Regions from separate parts of the Sus scrofa genome. Here regions 2 and 3 are each linked to region 1. The links are chromatin contacts, called in public Hi-C and HiChIP or PLAC-seq maps. All regions are on one chromosome and are shown on one strand. The core of a region is the stretch at or near the end of the contact, and the rest is flanking DNA. Distances in the headings are between cores, read along the strand shown. Region 1 holds the start of GAS1 (growth arrest-specific protein 1). Region 2 has its middle 180 kb from the start of GAS1. Region 3 has its middle 200 kb from the start of GAS1.

What was found. A called contact is a pair of places that touch in the nucleus more often than the background predicts. HiChIP or PLAC-seq counts read pairs in DNA pulled down with a chosen protein or histone mark.
Region 2: a Hi-C map of embryonic fibroblasts shows a contact between it and region 1, with 4 times the contacts expected there. The contact joins the enhancer-like site here to the promoter of GAS1 in region 1. A contact is called at or near these places in 1 of 5 promoter capture datasets (liver), 8 of 47 Hi-C or Micro-C datasets (embryonic fibroblasts, fibroblasts, heart right ventricle and 4 more) and 1 of 2 datasets of contacts at active chromatin or transcription factors (skeletal muscle).
Region 3: a contact with region 1 is called in an H3K27ac HiChIP or PLAC-seq map of skeletal muscle, with 5 times the contacts expected there. The contact joins the enhancer-like site here to the promoter of GAS1 in region 1. A contact is called at or near these places in 1 of 5 promoter capture datasets (fetal skeletal muscle), 5 of 47 Hi-C or Micro-C datasets (embryonic fibroblasts, fetal skeletal muscle, heart right ventricle and 1 more) and 1 of 2 datasets of contacts at active chromatin or transcription factors (skeletal muscle).

What each region holds. Positions count from the first base shown.
Region 1 is chr10:28,506,995-28,510,560 of Sscrofa11.1, reverse strand. GAS1 (growth arrest-specific protein 1) reads right to left here and starts at 1,393. Exons shown (of 1, transcript XM_021064627.1): 1 at 1-1,393. The coding sequence starts at 1,300. The coding sequence ends at 251.
Region 2 is chr10:28,691,867-28,695,325 of Sscrofa11.1, reverse strand. No RefSeq gene overlaps it. Among named protein-coding and RNA genes, the nearest start is that of GAS1, 180 kb to the right of the region's middle. Within about 2 kb of position 1,460, at least 6 of the 83 cell types and tissues checked have an H3K27ac peak or open chromatin away from gene starts, as enhancers often do. A contact at or near this core is called in embryonic fibroblasts, where this site is marked.
Region 3 is chr10:28,711,071-28,714,530 of Sscrofa11.1, reverse strand. No RefSeq gene overlaps it. Among named protein-coding and RNA genes, the nearest start is that of GAS1, 200 kb to the right of the region's middle. Within about 2 kb of position 1,985, at least 13 of the 83 cell types and tissues checked have an H3K27ac peak or open chromatin away from gene starts, as enhancers often do. A contact at or near this core is called in fetal skeletal muscle, omental adipose tissue and skeletal muscle, where this site is marked.

The DNA of each region.
Region 1 (3,566 bases), core at 144-2,643:
GCCCCCCCAAGCCCGTTTCATCCCGGGCGTCCTGAGCTCAAACTAGGAGGGTTTCTGCAAGGAGTTTCTGGAGCCTGGAATGCGGGACAGGGAGGATGTCCAAAAAGTCCTGCGCGGGAGAGGAGGCGGGGGTCGTGCAAGAGTCGGGTGGGTGGGGGAGCCCGACTAGGCAGAATCTACCTAGAGAGCGTCCCCAACCACCCACCCTGTCCCCGAGCCACAGGTGTCCCGGCGCCCGCCCTCCCGCGGGCTAAAAGAGCAGCGGGAGCAGCAGCAGCAGCAGCAGCAAGATGGAGGCAAGCTGGGTCCAGACGCCTCGGGGCGCCGAGCGGCAGCCGCCGCTGCTGCTCCTGCGCCCGGACCCGTAGGGCAGGTCGCCGCGGCCGCCTGCCGCAGCAGCGCCGCCGCCCGGGCGCGGCGGGTGCGGGACGCCGTCGTCGTCGTCCAGCGGCTGCTCCCCGCCCGCGCCCCCAGCGCGCTGTTCGTCGTCATACTCCTCATCGTAGTAGTCGTCCAGGCCCCCGTCCGAGCCGCTACTGCCCGGGCCGTTGCCCAGCTCGGCGCCGAAGCACAGGCGGGCCATGTTCTCCTTGACCGACTCGCAGATGGGCCGCTCCAGGCCGTCGCACACACAGTCATTGAGCAGCGCCGCCTTGGGCACGGCCAGCATATCCTCGATGACCGTGCGGCACTCGTCGGTGCAGCGCAGCCCGTTGAAGAGCTTGCCACAGTAAGTCAGGTAGCGACTGAGCGCCAGGTTGCAGCGGCTGTCGCGGTCGCAGCGCCGCCGGGCCTCGGTGCAGCCCATGACCCCGCCCGCGCCCGGGCCGCCCGCGCCGCCGCCGCTCGTCCGGGGCAGGCACGGCTCAATGGCGCGCTTGGTGGACTTGCAGTTCTCATCCTGCGCGCAATCACAGTCTTCCAAGGCGGGCCCGCGGCGCGTGTGGTTGAGCTGAATGAGGGCCGAGATGCAATGGCTCGGACAGCGCCAGCGCGACGAGAAGGAGGCGGCGGAGGCAGGGAAGGCGGCGGCTGCGGCGGTTCCCGGCGCGTCGCCCCCGCCGCGCTGCGCCAGCACCGGCGCGCACGCCTCGGCGTACTGGTTGTAGGCGTAGCTGCACTCCGGCTCCCCCTGGCACTGCAGCAGCGCCTGCCAGCAGATGAGGCGGCGGCCGTGCGCCAGCCCCGAGCTCCGCGGCGCCGAGCCCAGCAGCTGCAGCAGCGCCATCAGGCACAGCCAGGCGCCCGGCACGGTTCCCCCGCGGGCCCCGCCGCCGCCGCCCAGCAGCCCTGCCACCATCGCGGGCAGCGGCGGCCGCCGGGCGAGGAGCGGAAAGGAGACGAGGCGCGGGGAGCGTCGGACGCGGAGCCGGCGGAAAAGTTTGCCCCTGTCCTGCCAACTTCTTGCATGAGTGTTTTCATAAATCCATGCGCGCCGCCGGCTGGTGCCCCGCTGCTTGCAGAAGGTCGGCTCGCACTCGGGCTGCGGGGGCTTCCTAGAAGTGCACGGCCACTGAGGGCTCCTCCGGTCGGCCCCCGGCGGTGGCGGGAGGCGCTCACTGCCGTCCCGGGGGGCTGCGGGCCGCGGGGCCGCGGCGGGGCTGCGGGACCGCGCGGCGCCGCGGGTGCATTTTGCTCCGCGCCTGCAGATCCGTTGTGCGGCCGCGGCGGCTCCTTCCTCCCGGGCTCAGCGCCGCGCCGCCGCCGCCGCCGCCGCGGTCTCTCGCATCGCGCCGCTTCCTGGCTCGCGGCCGGGCGCTGCCCGCCTTCCCGCGGCCGGGCCGCCCGCGTCCCCTCCCCCTCCGCCCGCGGCGACCCCGGCCTCGGCCGAGCTCCGGGGAGCTCTTTCCGGGAGGCGCGAGGAGAACGAGAAACTTGGCGCGGCCAGAGAGCGGCTCCCGGGCTTGCCTCGGCGGCGGCTTCTCGGGTGACAAGGAGCCCGGGGAGCGGATCCGCTGAGCCGGGCTGCGGACTCGCTCGCAGCGAGGCTTTAAATACAAAAGTGGGCCGGGAGCCCCCGCGTGGTGCCGCGGTGCCCCCTCATTATGCATGCATGGAAAAGCAAACAAACAAAAACATTAGCAACGCTCCTCCGGCTCTCCGAGCTCCGGCCCCGCGCGCTCCGAGCCTGCCCGCTTTCTCCTTTCTCCACTCTCTTTCGCCCTTTGCTCGGCCCCCTTTCCCGGCTTTTCGAGATGCTATTGGTCCCGCCTGTTGTTGTTGAAACTTTTTTTTTTTTTTTTTTTTACGAGCCGCTGGAGTGGGGTTGCGGAGTGGGGGAGGGCGGGGAGGGTGGTGGGCAGCTCACATTCAGGCATTCAGGGCCTGAAAGGAACGGCTTAAGGAGCCTGACAGAGGCCCGGGAGCTCCTCCTACTCTTAAGGAGGCTCAGATATGGAGCCCTCTGCTCGCAGCACAGAACCAGCGGGCAGGGCTTGGGGGCAGCTGCTTGCATCCGGCTCGGCCATGGTCCTTTTTGTTTGGTTCATTATACTGTGTGAGTTTTTTTTTCTTGGGGGGGGGCACTTTTATTAATTCTCCCTGGTCCCAATCTGTGCTTTCTACTGGCTTCAGAGTTCAGTTTGTTTTTCGAGTTTCCCATCTTTGCCGATCATCAACGGGGGTGGGTGTGCCGGGACCGGGGGGTGGGGGGTGGGAGGGAACTCAGAATTTAATGTGGGACTTTGAAACTTGAAAAAATAAAATCCAAATGCACACAAGAGGCACACGCTTAATTAGGAGTACTGATGAGATATTTGCAACCCTCCCTCCACCCCTCCACTCCCCCGCAACCCGATCCCAGTTTACCGATCTGGCAGGTACGGTCCGGGGGCGAGGCATCCTTGTCAACTGCAAGACAGAAATCCAGTAAGGCAATTTATTTTTTTTAAGAATATAAATTTCTAACACAGACGGCGATGAAAAAAACAATCATAGTATTAAACATCTTTAGGAACGTTGAGCCGCGGTCACAACCTAGAAGAAGGGGACAAACCGGCACCCTCCAAGGCTTCTATTAAAGTGTAAGTTTCAATCCCTGGCTCGGTTGAAGAAGGGTAACCGCCCGAGTACTGCAGCCTCTGCAACCCAGGCGCGAGAGTTTGCGAACTACCTTAACTGCGGCGCAACGCAGCCTTCGACCACCAGAGGCACCGGGCGCCTGCGGCCTGTCAAAAACTGGCGCTTTTTTCCTCCCCTTTCCGTGGAGAGACTATCAACTCCATCTGTCACAAAAATTAAGGCTAAATCTCCTTTCTAGAAGCAAAAAGGAATGGGGGCCCCAGTGAGCACTGAGTTCGGCTACCCGCCTCTCCCTGGGGGCTCCGTGAATTTGAAATGGCAAAAGTCAGAACAGAGCCACGGGATCTGGTGACACATCAGGCTACAGCAGCAAAGCCTCCTATTCCTGCGGAGCCTGCTGCATTCCTCAGAGGCTCAGGGTCTGCCTTAGGAAGCTGCACCTCTGCAATCCCCCCAAACAACACTTAAACAAAATAAACCTTAAAAGAGCCAGGTTGAAATAAGACAGACCGCATGGCTCTGACTTGAGTCATAGAAAACATGCA
Region 2 (3,459 bases), core at 211-2,710, 180 kb before region 1:
TTTACTCCTAGCCTGGGAACTTACACATGCCACAGGTGCAGACTCCCCCCCCCAAAAAAAACTAAAAAACTATCATCCTGTTTTCTAAGCACATAAGTAGCATTTTTGGGGGGCTGTGGGGAGCACACGATATGGAAGTTCTTGCGCCAGGCATCAAATCTGAGCTACAGCTGTGACCTATGCCACAGCTTCAGCAATGCCAGATCCTTAACCCACTGTGCCACAGCAGGAACTCTCTAAGTGACATATTTTCATTGTGGAAAATTTGAAAGAACCAATACATACAAAGACAAAATTTAAATCACCCGTAATTCTTCTATTACTTGTAAGATTTAAATAAATACTACCTATATATAGTAGGCATATATAATATATAATGTGCTGTGATGTGTAATCTATGATAAAATATTACATTGCATTATATTACTTTTTTCCCTAGAAAATTGGGAAAATTACATACATGTATTGCAACTTAAATGTCATGTAATTTGAGACTCTTAAATGTGAATAAGTAAGAATTTGATGGAAGAATAAACGAATGAACTCAGACATTAATGAACAAATGCATAAACAGGTTCATTTTCTACTTGGTAGGGGAGAACTTCCAAGTCTTATTATTACTTTAAAAATTTTTTTATTATTATGAATATATATAGGAGTTCCTGTCTTGGCACAGTGGAAACAAATCTGACTAGGAACCATGACGTTGCAGGTTCAATCCCTGGCCTTGCTCAGTGGGTTAAGGATCCGGCGTTGCTGTGAGCTGTGGTGTAGGTAGCAGACGTGGCTTGGGTGCAGCCCTAAAAAGACAAAATATGTATACACATATATATATTTAGCTGTTCCCAAGGCATGCAGAAGTTCCTGGGTCAGGGATGGAAACTGTACCACAGCAGCAACCAGATCCACAGCAGGGATGACACCAGATCTTTAAAGTTCTGCACCACCAGGGAACTCCTGAAAGTTTAAACTATAGGAAATTTGAGAGATTCAGAATAATCTCCTCATAATGGAATAATATTCCACTTCATCCTGACCCCATCCTCTAAAACACACACACACACACACACACACACACACACACACACACAAATTTAAGTACTAGCTCTAGTTTATCTCACTGTGAACTTGCCTAAAACAGGAAGTCTGGTTCTAAAGACTTGACTCTTAAAAATACAAACAATGAACCTCTCTCTTTCTCTCCCTGTCTCTTACACACACACACACACACACACCCACACCCACACATACCACCAACGCCACATTTTCTGAAGCCTAAATAAATCACTCTTGTGGGAAGCCCTTATGTAATTCTAGAGATTTCAACATTGCTTATGTTGGGTTGAATATGAGGTGTTATCTTTCTTTTTTTCTTTTTGGCATCATCATCTTTCTCTTCAGAGATAAACTATGATTTAACGCAGAAAGCTTCAAATGAAAACCTGCCCAGTTCTTTTGAGGTCAGCTGCATCTGACTCAACAAATGGTAAATTGCTCTGAGACTTGAGTTCTTTTCTGCCTTCCAAACATTGAGAAAAATGAAAATGGGAAAACAAGCATATGCCAAAAAATATGGATGAAGAGTAAATCAAAAATCTCATTTTCCTCCCCTCCAATTTTGTTTTGAGGTTAAGCATAGGCTTCTGGGAGTTTCCATTGTGGCTCCACAGTAATGAACCCAACTAGTAACCATGAGGATGACACATTTGATCCCTGGCCTCACTCAGTGAGTTAAGGATCCAGCGTTGCCATGAGCTGTGGTGTAGGTTGCAGACATGGCTCAGATCTGGTGTTGCTGTGGCTGAGGTGTAGGCCGGCAGCTGCAGCTCCAATTTGACCCGAGCCTGGGAACTTCCATATGCCATGGGTGGAACCCTAAAAAGCAAAAAAAAAAAAAAAAAAGGGGGGGGGGACTAGGCTTCTGATGTCAGATGTCAGAGAGAACTCATTTCAATCCTGACCTTGCCACACTGAGCAGTGTGACCTGGTACATTCACCTCAACCTCTTAAAGGTCTTGTTTCCTAATTAATGAAATGAGGTTATCCTATTTTGTATGATTATTGTGAGGATTAAACAAAAGAGTAGGCATCCAGTACTTGGAACAGGGATTTTTATTTTGGGGTCTTTTTTAGGGCCACACCCGCGGCATGTGGAGGTTCCCAGGCTAGGGGTCTAATCGGAGCTGCAGCAGCAGGCCACCACAGCCACAGCAACACCAGATCCAAGCTGCATCTGCGACCTATACCAGAGTTCACGGCAACACCAGATGAAACAGGGAATTTTAAATATTAATTGCTAAATACTAAGCGATTGTAATTTTATTACTATTATTAGTCTTGTCTTTTTCTTTTCTTTTCTTCCTTTCTTCTTTTTTTAATGGCCACACACCACATGGCATATGGAAATTCCCCGGCCAGGGATTGAATCCGAGCAGCAGCTGAGACCTGTTCCACAGCTGCGGCAACACCAGATTCTTTTATCCGCTGTCCTAGGCCTGGGACGAACGTGTGTCTCTGCAGTCACCTGAGCCACTGCATTCAGATTCTTAATCCGCTGCACCAGAGTGGGCACTTCTAATAGTCTTTTCTTAATGTTAATATTGTTGGGCTAGTATTAACTTGAAACTAAAAAATTGTGGCACAGGAAGTTAAAGATCTGGCATTGTCAGTGCAGCAGCTTCTGCCACTGCTGTGGCGTGGGTTTGATCCCTAGCCAGGGAACTTCAACATGCCACAGGTGTGCCCCCCCCCAAAAAAAACAAAAAACCCAATTGTAGAATGAGCCAAAAGTTCACCATAAATTTCCTCCTCAAATACTGATTTAATTTTGTTTTGGTTTTTAAAATGAATGCAAACATGGATAACATCTATGAGGGGCTGATGGGAATACTTTGGACAACACCCTATTTATAAAAAGAATCAAATACAGTAAAAACAAAGAAATACGCAGTGAGACCTTCGAAAATTTGTAACGGCAGCTTGTCATGATCCGTAAGGCTATGTTGTCTCTTGGTTTCCATACAATATCTAGATGATAAATGAGTGGCCTTGGCTGGCAAGTTACCCAGTCTAGTCAATATTACTTCAATAAGAGTGACGGTAAGAGAACCTAATTCTGTCAAAGATTTAGTTACAAAGGAGAGTGTCAAAGCCGATGAGGTAGGATGCTGTCATGGGATTGGGGGTTTAGCACCATGAAACTGATCATCCATGAGTCATTTTTTGGCTCAAACACAGGAAGCCTCCAGGGAACACTAAGAGGATTTGTGAGTGTTCTGGCGGCCATCTCGGTGCTGTGTGTTCTGCCCAAACTGCTCAAACCGTGAGACCAGGGCCCCAGAGCCCAGGAAGAATGGTGTTTCAGGGCTTAGTTCTTTCTCGTATGTTCAGATTCTCGGAACTGTATTGGGAGAACTCTGGGTTGATCAGCATTTGGTGTTGGATGAGGTGGGGGTAAGG
Region 3 (3,460 bases), core at 736-3,235, 200 kb before region 1:
ATTGATCTCGTTACCATTACTTAATAAAAAAGTAATTATTTTTCAGGAATATATATGTTAAACATTTCCTCTACTCTGACCCTTCCTCATTTCCGGGGGTAGGGGGGATGTCTGACTTTCTCTCCCACTTTTTGAATCTTAGACGAAATGTCATATCCTTTTCCTCACCCCTCCCCATTATAAGGTAATTTTCTTCTTCAAACACATAGCACACGTGTATTATTTATTTATTTATTTATTTTGCTTTTTAAGGCTGTACCCACGGCATATGGAAGGGGTTGAATTGGAGCTATGCCTGCCAGCCTACACCACAGCCACAGCAACTTGGGATCTGAGCTGCATCTGTGACCTACACCACAGCTCACGGCAATGCCAGATCTATAACGCACTGGGGAAGGCCAGGGATCAAACTGGCATCCTTATGGATACCAGTCAGCTTCTTAACCCACTGAGGCACAATAGGAACTCCACAAATCACAATTTTAAATTATACACACCCACAGACACACAGAGGCATCCAATTTTTGAGGGTGTATAATTAATTTATACATGAAATACATAGCGTATTTCAAAGGGCCATAAAAATGCAGCTCTTTGGAACTGACCAAACATCAAGATATTGGCAGAACCTAGACATGTATGAATATAGATGGATCAGTGGCTTTTCCTTTTTTTCTTTCTTAGATAAAAGCAGCCTTCAACTAGGAAAGCTTTCCTCAAAGGTTCTTAATCTGGGAGCCTGTGGAATGATGGTCCAGAAGGATCATCAGAGAGCCTGTGAACATCCTGTAATCACATGTGAACTCTTTCTCTATGGATGTTTGTGCATTTTTCTGGGGAGTTGGGTTTCAAAGTTTTTGTTAGATTCTCAAAAGGGTGCACTGGCTTGTGTGAAAACCTAATGCTTTAAAAAGAAGAAAAATATGCTGTTCTGCATGAAGAGACTTTGGCCCTTGTCATTTCATTTCCCTCATGACACCCCCACCCTTTCCCCCTGGGATCTCCAAGAAAGCTCCATGAACCCCCCTGGGCTCTGCAGAGCACATTTTAAAAACTCTTGCTACAGGAAGCACTTAAATAAAATTCTAAACCCAAGAGTTTTGAGCTATTTTTTACCCATAGACACTCCCTTCAACATCTGCAGATGGCACGTGGTTCAGGCCTGCCAAAATGACGAACTTATAAAGAAATTAGGAGATGACTAATGTCTGCTAATAGCTCTGGGACTTTCGATGCAATGCTATGTCTAGAAGCAGCCTTATTCCATTCAAGAAAACAGGTTAATTATTCCCCAGATTCATCTCATAGAATTAACTACAATAGCGGCAATTAGAGTATCTTCAGAGTTAATGATATGTGGACATTTTCACCTCTTTTAAAGTTCAGTAAAAAATTAGAGTTTCTGATAAGACTCTAAGAATATTTGGCTTTTAAAAGACCCTGAATTAGAAACTTGGCTATGATGTCAGACCTGCCACTTACTAAGCAGATGGCTATGGAGAAGTGGCTGAGTGACCAGTATCTGTGAATAAGAAGGAAGTTCAGTTTAGATGTTCTCCAAGCTCCCATAATAAAACCTTATGATCTTCTTTATGAATCCAGGAATTTAAGTGGCTATGCTTTCTCTCCTTTGATTCACAGGAGAGGGAACCTGACTAAGGAATGCAAATGATTTTGTTCTCCATTTTGCCTACCCCAGGGGTCAGCACTGTGGGATTAGGAGAATGACTCCTCTTTGTTCTAGTCACACACACCCCCCTCCTCCGCCATCCCCGGCGTGGGGGGGCTAAGACCTGTTCAAGAACGGGATTCACTCATCTTGATAAAAGAGGTAAAGAGAGGAGAAGAAGTTCATGTGTGTTTGTTGCGTAAACCAAGGTTTTAGGCAACTTGGTCCAAATCCTAGATTCCACATTCAGCCTACGGTAAGGATTTGACATTCAGTGTGTTGAAGAATGGAAGCCAACCACTCCACCTAAGAGAGAATTTCACAATGGAACCTCTTGCGTGCTAAAGTGAAGGCATACAGAGCACTGTTGCACAATTGAATGGTGTGGATGTTGAAGCCAAATTTATATGAAGAACAGATGGGCTCACGGCTAACAGAAAGGGAAAAACTGTTCCCAAGTAGGCTTGTTAAATATTATTATTATCTCAGAATATAAGTGAGGAGGAAATATATTCTGTTTGGAACAAGCTGAAAATATCTTAGGATCTTGTTCGTTCACAGCCATTCCTTCTGTATTTAGATAAAAGAGCTATAAATAATGGGATACCTTTCAATCGGATGAGTACACCTAACATTATTTTCATTACCAAATTCAACTCCCCCTTAAAGAATGCTATTCAAACACACTGTCTCTGAGAGATATATTTAGCATCTATGGACAGCAGAGAAAATGTGGACCAAGGTTGGCTTTTGTAATCTGTTGGATGGGTCAGTGACGAGGGTTTAGAAACCCGGAATTTCCACCCTGCCCCTCCCGAATATTTTCTGCCCTGTTTGGTCACAGATTCTTGAGTGTTCCTTCCCAATTGGCTTCCTCTCATTTTACAATTAAATAATGAGATATGACAGACAAGTCTTTCTACAGATGTAGCATCTTGACTCAAGTTCTCACTAAAGAGTAAATGACTGATAGAACAAAATTGTCCTCAAATAGTGAATTTCAACTGGACAGCTGGGGAAGATCATGTAAAGACAGCACCAGCCAGCCAAGAGAGTGGAGAATGGGCTAGTCCATGCCACAGCAGTAACCAGAGTCACACAGTGACAACACCAGCTCCTTAACCTGCTGAGCTACCAGGGAACTCCTCATTTGATTTTTTTTAATTAAATTTTTTTTTTTTTGTCTTTTTAGGGCCATATCCATGGCATAAGGAAGTTCCCAGTTTAGGGGTAGAATTGGAGCTGTAGCTGCTGGCCTATACCAGAGCCACAGCAATGTGGGATCCAAGCCACATCTGTAACTTACACTGCAGCTCATGGTGATGCTAGATCCTTAACCCACGGAGTGAGGCCAGCAATCAACCCTGCATTCTCATCGATACTACTTGGGTTGTTAACCCCCTCATTTGTTCTTAAATGTTTGCCATGCTCGTCCGGTAAACAGATGTCACTCCATCTGTTTGGACTGGTGGTAAACACTCGACTCAGTTCATCAAACATTTTACTGAGGACCTATTCCATGCCAAGCATTGGACAGGGCACAGTCTCAACAAAGATGGGTCATTTACATGCCTTGCCTTAAAGGGATACATCTGCATCCCAAGTAAAGTTTCCTGCATCAGCTTATTCTGCATTTTCACAATTGGACCTATGCTTTATTTCAGGTCCTTCGACTTCCTAAAAGTCCAATCACACATCAGCTCCCTCCCGTGCCATCCAGACTCACTCCCTAATCCAGAGAGTCTCCACGTTGCTCTCCATCAGCCGCATCACTCTGGAGAGCATGCAGAA